3 separate regions of the Zea mays genome follow, and regions 1 and 3 are each linked to region 2. A link is a contact called in public Hi-C data. All regions are on one chromosome and are shown on one strand. The core of a region is the stretch at or near the end of the contact, and the rest is flanking DNA. Distances in the headings are between cores, read along the strand shown.

The links. A called contact is a pair of places that touch in the nucleus more often than the background predicts.
Region 1: a contact with region 2 is called in a Hi-C map of leaf, with 2.6 times the contacts expected there. The contact joins the promoter of LOC100193376 here to the promoter of LOC100280771 in region 2. A contact is called at or near these places in 6 of 25 Hi-C or Micro-C datasets (ear, leaf and tassel).
Region 3: a Hi-C map of leaf shows a contact between it and region 2, with 2.8 times the contacts expected there. The contact joins the promoter of LOC103630029 here to the promoter of LOC100280771 in region 2.

The regions. Positions count from the first base shown.
Region 1 is chr6:133,815,345-133,819,036 of Zm-B73-REFERENCE-NAM-5.0, forward strand. It overlaps LOC100193376 (ubiquinol-cytochrome c reductase complex ubiquinone-binding protein QP-C), which reads left to right and starts at 1,458. Exons shown (of 2, transcript NM_001317234.1): 1 at 1,458-1,793. The coding sequence starts at 1,624.
Region 2 is chr6:133,976,145-133,980,154 of Zm-B73-REFERENCE-NAM-5.0, forward strand. LOC100280771 (60S ribosomal protein L23a) reads right to left here and starts at 1,491. Exons shown (of 4, transcript NM_001153693.2): 1 at 1,359-1,491; 2 at 949-983; 3 at 137-497; 4 at 1-54. The coding sequence starts at 961.
Region 3 is chr6:134,133,830-134,137,792 of Zm-B73-REFERENCE-NAM-5.0, forward strand. LOC103630029 (villin-1) reads left to right here and starts at 1,800. Exons shown (of 20, transcript XM_008651124.3): 1 at 1,800-2,303; 2 at 2,849-2,948; 3 at 3,050-3,118; 4 at 3,231-3,467; 5 at 3,564-3,741; 6 at 3,826-3,961. The coding sequence starts at 2,260.

The sequences.
Region 1 (3,692 bases), core at 208-2,707, 160 kb before region 2:
TGGATGTATAAGGAGGGATGGAAGTGGGCGGCCACATTTTCTATAGTGTTTGGATGAGAGTCACGTGATGGCGAGGTGAACATCAGAGCAATTTTGGTGGCGGCGTGGTCCAAAAAAATGAGGAGATGATGTCGCCCCAGCCTTATCCTACTTTGACCTTATACCAAACACATCCTTAATGCTTAGGCTCTAGACGATCACCCCTCTTTCTTAAGGCATGTACAACCCTGAGTCTCCGGAACGGTTTTATAAATACAAGAGATAACTAAGAGATAGTATAATATAACACCGAGCCTTTAGATAGTAAATACAATTAAGACACAATATGTATAGAGACAAACTCTTTACGAAGAGCTCGTCTCTTGATTTTTTTTCACTTAGCACTCTAGAGACCCTCAAGAGCCCTCTCATTTAGTTGAGTTGTATATGCCTTTAGGCTGAGAGCCGACCCTGGGTCAAGGCGGTAGGAGATGCAAGAGAGGAGAAATTAGAGAGCCTCTTAGGGCTGGTTCGGTGGATAAAGAAATGGAGGGGATCCATGAAGGATGAATTCCTTTTCTATTCAAATTTCTTCCATATGGATCACCTCCAATTCTCGTCTACCAAATTGACCCTCATAAGTGGTTCCGTGAGTGCAAAGTGTTGGTGCCGATCTGGGCACCAAACACTGGAACAAATCGCTTGGCGGTGCCCTCTGCGAAGGAACGGATGGTCCGTGGCACATGGCCGGACGGTCCACGACCTAGCGCAGGAGCAACTCCTCCTCTACGTACGTCCGGACGGCCCGTTCCCGGGGCTCGAACGGTTCGCGATGGCGCAGAGGGTCTTCTTCTTCGCAACATACCTATATCTCACCTCCCGAGAGGGACCCATAGGGGAGAAGAGATCCTAGAGTGTGTCTTGCCGTCAGCAGGCCACCCAAGACGTCTCTAGTTGACGTAGAGCCGAAGAGAGATGAAGATTTGAGGTAGAGTGGGGCTAAACTAGGGCTAAACTAGAGCCACTCGTAATGCATAAGGTAAAAAAGATTAAGTAGATTTGAATTGATTGATTGTGGGGATTCAATCGATCGTAGCCCTTCATTTATATAAAGGAGGAGGTCTGGACCCATTACAAGTAGTTTTTCGAGTTAATTCTACAAATTTAACTAATAAATCCCGCAAAAAAACTCGGAATCTTAAATAATTCTGCGCACGCGCGAACCGTCTGCGCCACCACCGTGGATTGCTCGGCCTACTATGGCGGACCGTCCGCTTCCCAAGTGGGCTCAACACAAAGTATAACATTTTTGTCTGTAAGTTCAGAGATCTTCGGTGTCCAATTTTGCCATTTTGGATTCTGAAAATTGGACGAAGCAAACGAAGGCAACATGATGAAACTTTTGCACTCCAGGTTCTACTGTAAATTGAGCCGTGTCCAACAAGCGAGCACCATTCGTTGCAGTTGGCCCAAAAATACTTGCCCGGCCCAATCGAATCTCTGACCGATATACCGAACCCTAGCCCAGTTGTTCCGCCGAGCGAACGATCCAGAAGCAGAAGCCACCGATCGGCGTGCCGCGTGCGTGAGGCGATCGGAGCATCCCGTCCCGAGGAGGAAGACAACCGGCGACGCGGGGGGAACATGGGGAAGACGCCGGTGCGGATGAAGGCGGTCGTGTACGCGCTGTCGCCCTTCCAGCAGAAGGTAATGCCGGGGCTGTGGAAGGACATCACCACCAAGATCCACCACAAGGTCACCGAGAACTGGATCTCCGCCACGCTCCTCCTCACCCCCGTCGTCGGCACCTACCAGTAAGCCTCCGGTCCCCTTCTGTGCTAGCTCGTTCGGCTGCGTTTCGTCCCCCTCACCCAGATCTGGTCGGATCGGGGTTGCTCCTGCTGCTGGCTGGCTGGGGGATCCAGTTAGGGTTCGATCGATTCATCTCTTTCTTAGATGCGTTGGTGGCCCGGATCCTCTCATTTGCTCCGATTTTGGTAGTTCTAACGAGGATTTCTTTATTTGGTGGTTTCGTTTAGGGTTAGTAGTACATTGTACAAAGGATTTGTCTAATGCATTGACCTGCCCCTTGGTTCGATTGTGGAAATTGGAACTACGAAGCTAGACACAGGTCATGCCTGGCTTTTATTCTACTTCATGCGGCACATATATGTGCATCTTGATGATTTCTTTACCATCGTTTTATGCCAGCGAGGTGAGGTATGTGCAGATGAAACACGCTGCCTAAGTGTCCTGTAACGTGTTACTAGTTAGGTGTCCTTACGCTATGGTTTCTATTTATGCTTGAGTATAAAACACAGATGTCCGTATTGTGTTGGCTAGGTGGGTATGAATTTGTGTTTGGAGCCAATAACCACAGTTTAAATCCCCATTGGTGCATAATTTTTAGTTTTTGTACCATTTAAATATGGGGGGAAAGGATAGGTGAACTGAAGGGAAAGGGTGACACACGACGACAGTGGAAGGTAGAAACTGGTGATTTATATAATAGAGTCTAGTTAGTTGCTTGTGTATCGCTACAGTTTCTATATATAATATAGGATTTCTTTGTACAATACAATCCAATATGAGTTGTAGTGGTCAGAGGTGAGTGCTCTCTTCCTAGAGACCATGGTTCGAATCCCTGTCCTGGTGACTTATTTTTTTTATATTTCACTGGCGACGCTCGCCACGCCTGTGGGGAGGGGGACGACACAGGAGATCCGACCGAGTCAGAGGGATGGCGGGTTGATTACAAAGAAATATATGAGACTTTTTGTAAAAGTGATGACGGTGGAATCGCGGAACCAAGAAAACTGGTGCTTTAATATAGTATAGATTTGGTTGCAGTATATGCTTTTATCTCTTATTACCAACATGACACACCATTTAGTTGATTAGTGTTGCCAACCCAAACGTGTAGGGTTTTAAGGTATTGCTTAGGATTGTTTTACCTTGTAGCTTGAAAGTTCAAACTAGTTGGAACTTTTGCATGGTGATTAGTTAATTTAATGTGCTTTTTGGACTGAATGTTCAAAGGCTAGTTTAAAAGACTTGTCTAGGTGTACTGTTTTCAAGTTTTGCATGTAATTTGGGTGCTAATCTTGTCTCCGCGGTCTTGTAGTAGCTTGAAATCTGCTTAGTAGTTTAGCCTCTTCTATCTGATTGATCATATACAAATCTAATGTTCTTTTGATTCTGAACTAACATTTATTGGTAAACACTATTGTTAAATCACATAATATTTGTGTTCAGGGGCAATAAGGCCACATACAGAATCCAAGGTTGCCCAGCTTAGGAGTTGCAACCTCTATGCTCATAGGAATCTTATAATACTTCGTTTTTGGTTAAAGTATAGATGGGACAGGTGTGTTCTGTTTGATTATTCTTAAGGTTTTCCAAGGTATGGAAGTTAGGGCAAAAGTTAGACAATTCAGTTTAATTAAGCAATAGTCCGAATATTCTTTTGTAACTTGTAACTCTCAATATTCTTCTTAAAGGTAAGTGCAATTTGGGATTGGGCTCAGATGTAGATTCAGAAACCGATTTTCTGTGTTCGGGGGTTGTATCCATGTGAGATTGTGCATCTGGTGTAACACTGACCCTTAGTAGTGTAAGTCTCATGTCATGTCCTACGGTGATTCAGGTGTAGGCTTGTTTGTCTCATGACCCAAACTACTTCCATCATGGACTCATGCTGTGAATTAGTGAAA
Region 2 (4,010 bases), core at 241-2,740:
AGGGCATCGTAGTCGGGTGTCAGTTTCACATAAGCCTTCTTCTTCCCATCAGGCCTGCATGGACACATCAAGAATCACTCAGTTGCACAAAATAACAAATTATGCACAAAAAATAACACTGGAGCAAAGCGCTAACCTGATCAGGGTGTTGACCTTCTTTGCTTGAATGTCATACATCTTCTTGACCGCAGCCTTGATCTTTTTCTTGTCTGCCTTGAGGTCAACAATAAAGACCAGAGTGTTGTTATCTTCAATCTTCTTCATTGCAGATTCTGTGGTGAGGGGGTACTTGAGAATTTGGTACTGATCAAGCTTGTTTCTTCCAGTAGTGCTGATTCTTGGGTACTTCGGGTCCCTGGCCTTCTTCAGGGTCTTGGGCTGGTGAAATGTTACAGATGTGCGAATCTTCTTGGTCTTCTTCTTGCCTGCCCCAGACTTCACAGCCTTGGCCACCTTCAAGGCCTGGGCCTTGGCATCACCCTTCTTGGCAGGAGCGGCTAATCAAACAACAAAATAGTCAGGTCATGCATACTTACAGTAAGCCTATCAAATCAAATAGTTCATGAAGTTTAGCATGGTGATTACTGGTTATGCCCAACAATATACAGCCTACCAATAAATTGATATGATTGCATTAGAGATCCTAGCAGTATTCATGAGACAATATGGTAATTAGAGTCAGCCAATTATATACTCTCCCTTTTGGGACGACTCCCATGGGTCAAGGAACGAGTGCAAAGGACAGGTAGTGGTTATATCAGAGTGCTAAAAATGTACCAATTACCAATTAATACCTGATACAATTCAACAATGGCGACACACCTGCAAAGGAAGTAGGAACTACCTAACACTGAGCACTCAATTTACAGCAATTTAAAGGCTGGCACAGTGCATGTACTGATCAAGTGTGGCAAACATAGAAATAGATATGCAACATCAGGCATGTACCTTTAGGAGCCATTTGAGCTTCTCAAAACTCCCTCCTGAATTGCAAGTAGATAAAGACCATTATGTCAGGCGGATGAAGATGCAAAAAAGAAATAAAATCATGAGAACTGGAATGAAACACAGAAGGATCTTGTCGTGCAACATGAAAGCTACTTGTTAACAACAATTCTCAGTCTAGTGTTGACAGAGTTAGCACCAAAAACAGGATCCTAAAAGCACCATTACAAATTCTACTTCATGCCCAAACCAACCATAGCAAGAATATCAGAAACATTACAGTATCCCCACATATCATTACCCCAATAGAATATCAAAGAGACTCGTGGCATAACTCTCTCAAGATTAACAGCAAAAGCTATCAGTAAGAGCAGATGCAGGAAATCTACAAGGCAAAAGAGAGCCTGACGCACAAGCTACGCCTCGCGAGACAACTCCGACCGGCAAAACCGAACGAGAACAAGCATATACAGAGCAGATCCGAGCGCTTCCACGAACAGAACGGGCCGGCCAACGAATTAGACGGCCGGACGAAATGGGGTGAAACGAGAGCGGCGGCAGTGGGTGGCTTACCTTTCGTCTCCTCGCCGGTCTGTAGCGGACGTGAAGCGATGACGGCTGGGAGGAAACCCTAGCCCCGGGGCAGAGGTTTCATAGGATGCACGCTGGGTCGTGATATCATCGGCCGGATGGGCCGCGCATTGACCGGCCCATTTCATTTTGAAACGGGCCAAAGGTCGCATCGGTTCGGTTACGCCAATCTTCGGGTGCGAGCGTTCCCTGGGCATGTGTTTGATTGCAGGAAATACCATATCGGAATAAGATGATGATAAAATGGGTATCCAAATTATTAGCATAAATTTAATATTTTAATATAGATATATATGAAATTTGATGCTGATTTTTTCTTATGTTATTGAACATATTATTATAAATAAGAATAAAATTTTGTATAATTTGTTTTATGTATTATTTGCTCTCTAGAGAAAAAATGTCAAAAAATTATTCGTATCCGAATTTTATATCATTTGAAAATACATGATAAATTTGAGATTTACCTTGTCGTTTCATCGTGGTGAAGATCTAATGGCCAGAAATCCCCCATACACCTTCAGCCAAATAGATTTGCAAAAGAGACCTTAAAGTTTTAATAAATAAACCTGCCATCTATTTTCAGTAAGAAAACAAATAAAAATAAATCCAGAATTTTCAGATTGATCCCTTAAGGCTATTTTAGGTATAAAATAAATATTAAAAATTCCTAGAAAATTGTAAACTCTATAACTTTAGCATTTTAACTCCAATTTGACTCATTCCAGTTGTGTTAGCTTCGTAATAAAATTGTCTATACATTTACAAAAATATTTGTGACATGTCACATACTTTTGTAATTACATATTTATTTATCCTAGTATAGTAGAGTAATCTTTCTAATCAAAGTAATATGTCTAAAATTATAGTTTGACTAGAAGATGATCTCGAACCAAGATGTAACCTATATTAAAGTTGAATTAGTTAATTCTTTAATACCTTTCTCACATGATTTATAAAATCAAACATAAGACCTAGTTTTAATTAGTTAAATATGTAGGTCTCCCGAAAACTATATCCTTTTAATCGTAACTCTGAATTTAGTGATTCTCGAACCTACGGTCTCGTAGCATCACGTACAATATTCTTACGCATTATGTTTCCATGTATTGGTGTATTGTTACCATATCCATTATTTGTTTGATTGTATTGCTACCTAGAAGCGAGGTGACGAGGAATCTGGAGCCCAACTTTTGGGACAGCATCTGGACTACAAAGTTATCGCAAGTATAAGGCAAGTTGTGCCCTTAATCACTTTTGTTTACCTAATAATGTTCTTGTCAATCACTGTGACATGCTCAAGTTAACTTGATGCGACCCAATAGGTTACCCTAGTTTTGTTGGACCTTGCAAACAAATGAACTATGACCATGCTTTATTATTATTGTTGGCTCCATTATTGTTCATGATAAGTTTATTGTGTTAATAGGAAAATGGAGCGACCACCCGGGAAAACAGTGCTACCACAAGGGTGGAATGGGACGCCCTTGCCTGATTAATTAGGAAAGCTAGTGTGACTTGATACTTTTCTGAATGGGGAAAGTGGGGTGGAGGAGTGCAGGTATAGGGAGGTCCTCGAGTCGGATTGTCTGTAAAGCTTCTCGGACGATGGATTACTATATCGCCTTCGGTCCGAAATCCATAGCGGGTTCTCTCATCTAGTGGAACTTTGTAAAGGTCTCGTATTCGATCCCTAACCATTCACCTTGGGAGTGTCTAAGGGTCTTACAAACCCTGGCTATACGGAAAACCCATCTTGTGGGTAAAGATGTGCAACCTCTGCAGAGTGTAAAACCGGTATATCAGTCGTGCTCACGGTCATGAGCGGCTCGGACCCTCACATGAGTCATTTATGGAATTAAACTTAATCTATCATTTGCATTGTATTGTGGGTTGTTATTATTAATTTTGATCAATTATCTAATTAGGTTGGTATCTACTTATACTTAGTAACTGCCAATAAATTTTTGACCAACTTTAAAAGCAACGCTCAACCTTAATCATTCCTCTTGGTAAGCCTTACACTTCACATGAGCCCACATCTTAAGCGAGCTCATGCGCATTATTTTCCACAACTTGTTGAGCGATGAATGTATGTGAGCTCACTCTTGTTGTACTCACACCTAGGTCAAGAATAGGAACCACAAGATGAGGAGCATGAAGGATGCTGCGGTGAGTTCGTGAGAGGTCTAGGCCATTGTATGATGTATTTATTTAGCTATTTTGTACATAACCTCTACTATATAATAAAGATGTGACACTGTTGTCGGTGTTTGTTGTCCGACTGCACACCCAGGGTTACCCTCGTGGTGCTTTTGGATAGGACGACATCGCAGATTATGACTCGATGATTCGTGCTATAGCACAATGAGGGAAACACACAGGCTCAAGCAGGTTCGGGCCGCTTTGAGGGGCGTAATACCCTACTTACTGTGGTCGTTTTCTGTATTGGGGTGGGTTTACAAGCTGTTACT
Region 3 (3,963 bases), core at 550-3,049, 160 kb after region 2:
TTAAGTACACCCCGGATTGACGCATCATCAATCCTACCCAGACTGAGGCTTACACGTGAGGTCAGACGATCCAGGATGTCAGCCGCATGGGCCCGCTTTAATAACATGCATATGTAATAACTGTAGCCTTCGTCTTAGAGCGTCGGGCCTTCGGGAGCCGACAAGACCTCCGTCTGTCCTGGTCGATCCCTCTGTCCCAAGATCTTCGCTTGGTTGAGGTAGACTTCACTCTCTCTGTTGTAACTTGTCCTGTTCACATTTTAAATGAGCCGAGCGAGGGGTGGGCAGCCTTCACTCTAACAAGGTGCATGCATTATTTTGTTTGGAAATAAATCTAAAAGGCACAAAATATAGCTCATTGCGTTGATTTTATATGAGTACTCCGCTTAGAGCATCTTCAATAATTTCTAAAAAATATTTCCTCGAGTGCATAAGAATTGGGACCTCTCTAAAAATTTTAAATCCTAAAAGATGATACTATCCCAATAGCTCCCAATATTTTTTCCAAAAATCTAATGAGTTACTTTTTTCTCAGCCCACAATTCCAACTTGAGGTCTTCTTTTCACCAAACTACATAGTAAAGAAATGTCAACACGATTTTACTTTTGTTCACTGCTCTGTTCGCTGCCCCGCAATACAAATCGTACGCTGCACATATGCAGAAAAGCGAGCGCCAGCGTGGCGTCCCGTGCGTTGCGTTAGCCACCCGCGCAACTGCTCTGCATCCGCCTGCGTCTGATACCACATGCGGGTCAGCGGGTGGTATGAGCTTGGCCGGCTGCGAAAGTTTGTGCAGTAGAACTAGGGTAGGGATGTTCCTAAAATATCCGAATTGTATCACAAATCTAATATTTTAGTATAGATATACTTAAAATTTAAAGTTAATTTTCGGCAAGTTTATTAAGAATATTATGAAGTATTTAATAATTTTTTGTATAATTTTTTATGTACATTATTTTCTCCCTACAACAAAGAGGTGAAAAAACATCCGAATCCGTATTCGGATAGACATCCGAATTTTATATGAATTATTTAAAAAGATATAGAATGAATTTAATGTTTATTTTTTTGAAGATTAATAGTCTCAATGCTAAAACAAGAATATAAATTTACATAGCAAATTATATATGTTAGTTGTTCACAATCGAATAAAGAAGACCAGAAAAATGACATTCGAATAAATATCCGGATCCATCCCTAAGTAGAACTTCGAGTATTCACGTGCCGGAAGATACAAGGGCTATATAGGTCACTGTTGGACATGTTTTTTTTTCTATTTTCCTCTAAAATAAAGATTAGAATCATAGTTTTAAAGAGCTATTGGAAATGCTCTTAGAAGTAAAAAAAAATGATGTAAAACTATTACCACGTTACTACTCCAGTCTCCTTGTAGCATGTCTAAATATCAAATCCTTGAGGACTAACAGTCAGTTGAAGGGCATGTTTTGATTCAAGAGCTAAAACAATTTAGTCGCATAGGATAAAAAGATCTAAACATAAATAACTAAAGCTCACTAAATTGATACTTTTTTTTATTATTTTAATTAATTTTATCCTTTCTTATTTGGATCTTTAGCTCTTAAGTGACTAAATTTTAGTTATTTTTGTTTTAGAACCTAAGAATTGAAGAGGATGAGCCATTTGTGCTCACTTCTGCTCGGCAGCAGTACCGTAACGTCTGAGTATACAGCTGACCAGTTGTGGCTGACGTGTGGGATCTAACCCTAGCTAGCGGCCACACGTTAGGGCAGAGGAACCTCCGCCATTTCTGCTCTGCGCTAGAAGAGGCCACCATTGCTTCTAGAAAAATATACCCGCTCCGCCAGTGGCTGGCTCGTCGTCGACGTCGACACGAGTCAAACGGCAGACGGTATCAAAAGTTGCACGCTGCAGACTTGAATGCAAAGCAAGGGCGACTGATGTGAGCTCGTTCGGTGGTGCCGTGGTGGAGCCCCCGTTCTGTCTCGCTGTTGCCTTTCTCCTCCCTCTTCCTCTGCGCACTGCAGCAGCTGCAGCGCAGTGAAGTGTTGTGTTGCTCGACCACGAGCATACCAGCTGCTTGCTCACCTTTCCCTTTCTCGGGTAGTTCGCCATTTTTTTAAAATAATCAGCAGTAAGCAAGAGCTCGGCGAGCTGAGCCGAGCAGCACTGCGGCAAAGAACTCCCACTTCCATTGCCTGCTTGCTTCTGCTCTGCTGCACCTGCGACCGTTCCAGCGGCCGCCGCCGGCCCGGCCGACTTGGCGGCGACTGGCGACCATGAAGGGCGTCGACGATGGGTTCCTCGGCGCTGGCGACAAGCCGTGCGTCCCTTCCTCTTGTCCTGCTCTGCCTCTCTCTATCTCTCTCTCTATTATACTTCCAGTTTTCTTCTTTATGTCCTGTTCGGTTGTATTCTTCTCTCTAGGACAAGAGTCTAGATTTGGCCCTGCATTTGAATATCCCTTTTTTCCCTTTTTTTTCCTTTATATGTAAAACATGCTGGCTTTTGCTTAACAACCAATTATTAACCTGAAAATTTACTATATGTACTACTCCAAGCATGATTTCACGCCTCTCCTTATGATTCTGAAAGTGAATCTGGGATGCTAGAGCGAATTGGTTATCATGATGCGGAAACTGAAAGCTTAAATTACTGCTCCCTCCGTCCCAAATTACGAGTCATCTCAAATTTGTTTGTTGGGGAGTCAATTTTTTTAAATTTTGACCAAATTTATATAATAAAATAATATTATCTATGATATCAACTAAGTATTATTATTATATTTTTATAGTATATTTATTCGATGTTATAGATATCGATATTTTAACTCCAAAATTAAAATGACCTATGCTGTTCCCATTCCAGAGGGCTGGATATTTGGTGCATCTTTGGGAGCAGTGTGGTCCCAGTTGCAAAATCTCAGCACGGAAAGTTCTACACCGGCAGCACCTACATCATACTAAACGTAAGTATCGGTCCACGAGTTCTTCTCTCAAGTTTTGAAATTGTACAGGTTGTTGCCAATTATTTACGCCGCTTGAGTTCACATGTTCTGTGATTTCTCAGACAACTCAGCTGAAATCCGGGGTTCGCAGACACGATGTGCATTACTGGGTTGGGGAGGAGGCTAAAGAGGTGTGTGTTCTTGAACCTTGATACATCAACAATGCCACCCCACCCCCCAATTTTGCTTTGCTGTGCCTCCTTTTGCTTATGACTTCGTTTCTGCCCTGTTCTGGTCACCTAGGAAGATTGTTTCATGGCCTCGGACAAGGCTGTTGAGTTGGACGCAGCACTGGGCTCCAGCACGGTCCAGTACAGGGAAACACAGGGTGAAGAATCTGACAAGTTCTTGTCATACTTCAAACCGTGTGTCATCCCAATACAAGGCCGCTTCTTTTCACACCTGAAAGGATCTGGTGATAGATCCAGCGCGACCACGATGTTTAGGTGCCAAGGAGAGCACGTTGCTCGTGTCACACAAGTAAGAAGAGATACTATCTCAGGATTTTCATTCGTTTCTTGGTGCCTGCTGAGTGCTGATGCAAGACAACCTGTTGTGTTTCAAATCCTGTCTCAGGTTCCGTTTTCACGGTCCTCTCTGGATCACAAATCGGTTTTTATAGTGGACACGCCGTCAAAGCTTTTCCTTTTCAGTGGCTGTAATTCTCGTATGCAAACAAGGGCTAAAGCGTTGGATGTTGTTAAGCATCTGAAGGAGAATCGACACTTGGGAAGATGTGAGATCGCGACAATAGGTACAGCTATAGACTGTTGATTTTGCAAAAGAATGGCTGGAAAGATGCTAGCTCCAATTTTATTTACATTGTCACTGATTGTAGAGGATGGAAAGCTTGTTGGTGATTCTGATGCTGGAGAGTTCTGGAACTTGTTTGGAGGCTATGCGCCTATTCCTCGTGATCTACCTGACGCAATCAAGGAAGAGCCACTAACTGCACCATCTAAGAAACTTTTTTGGT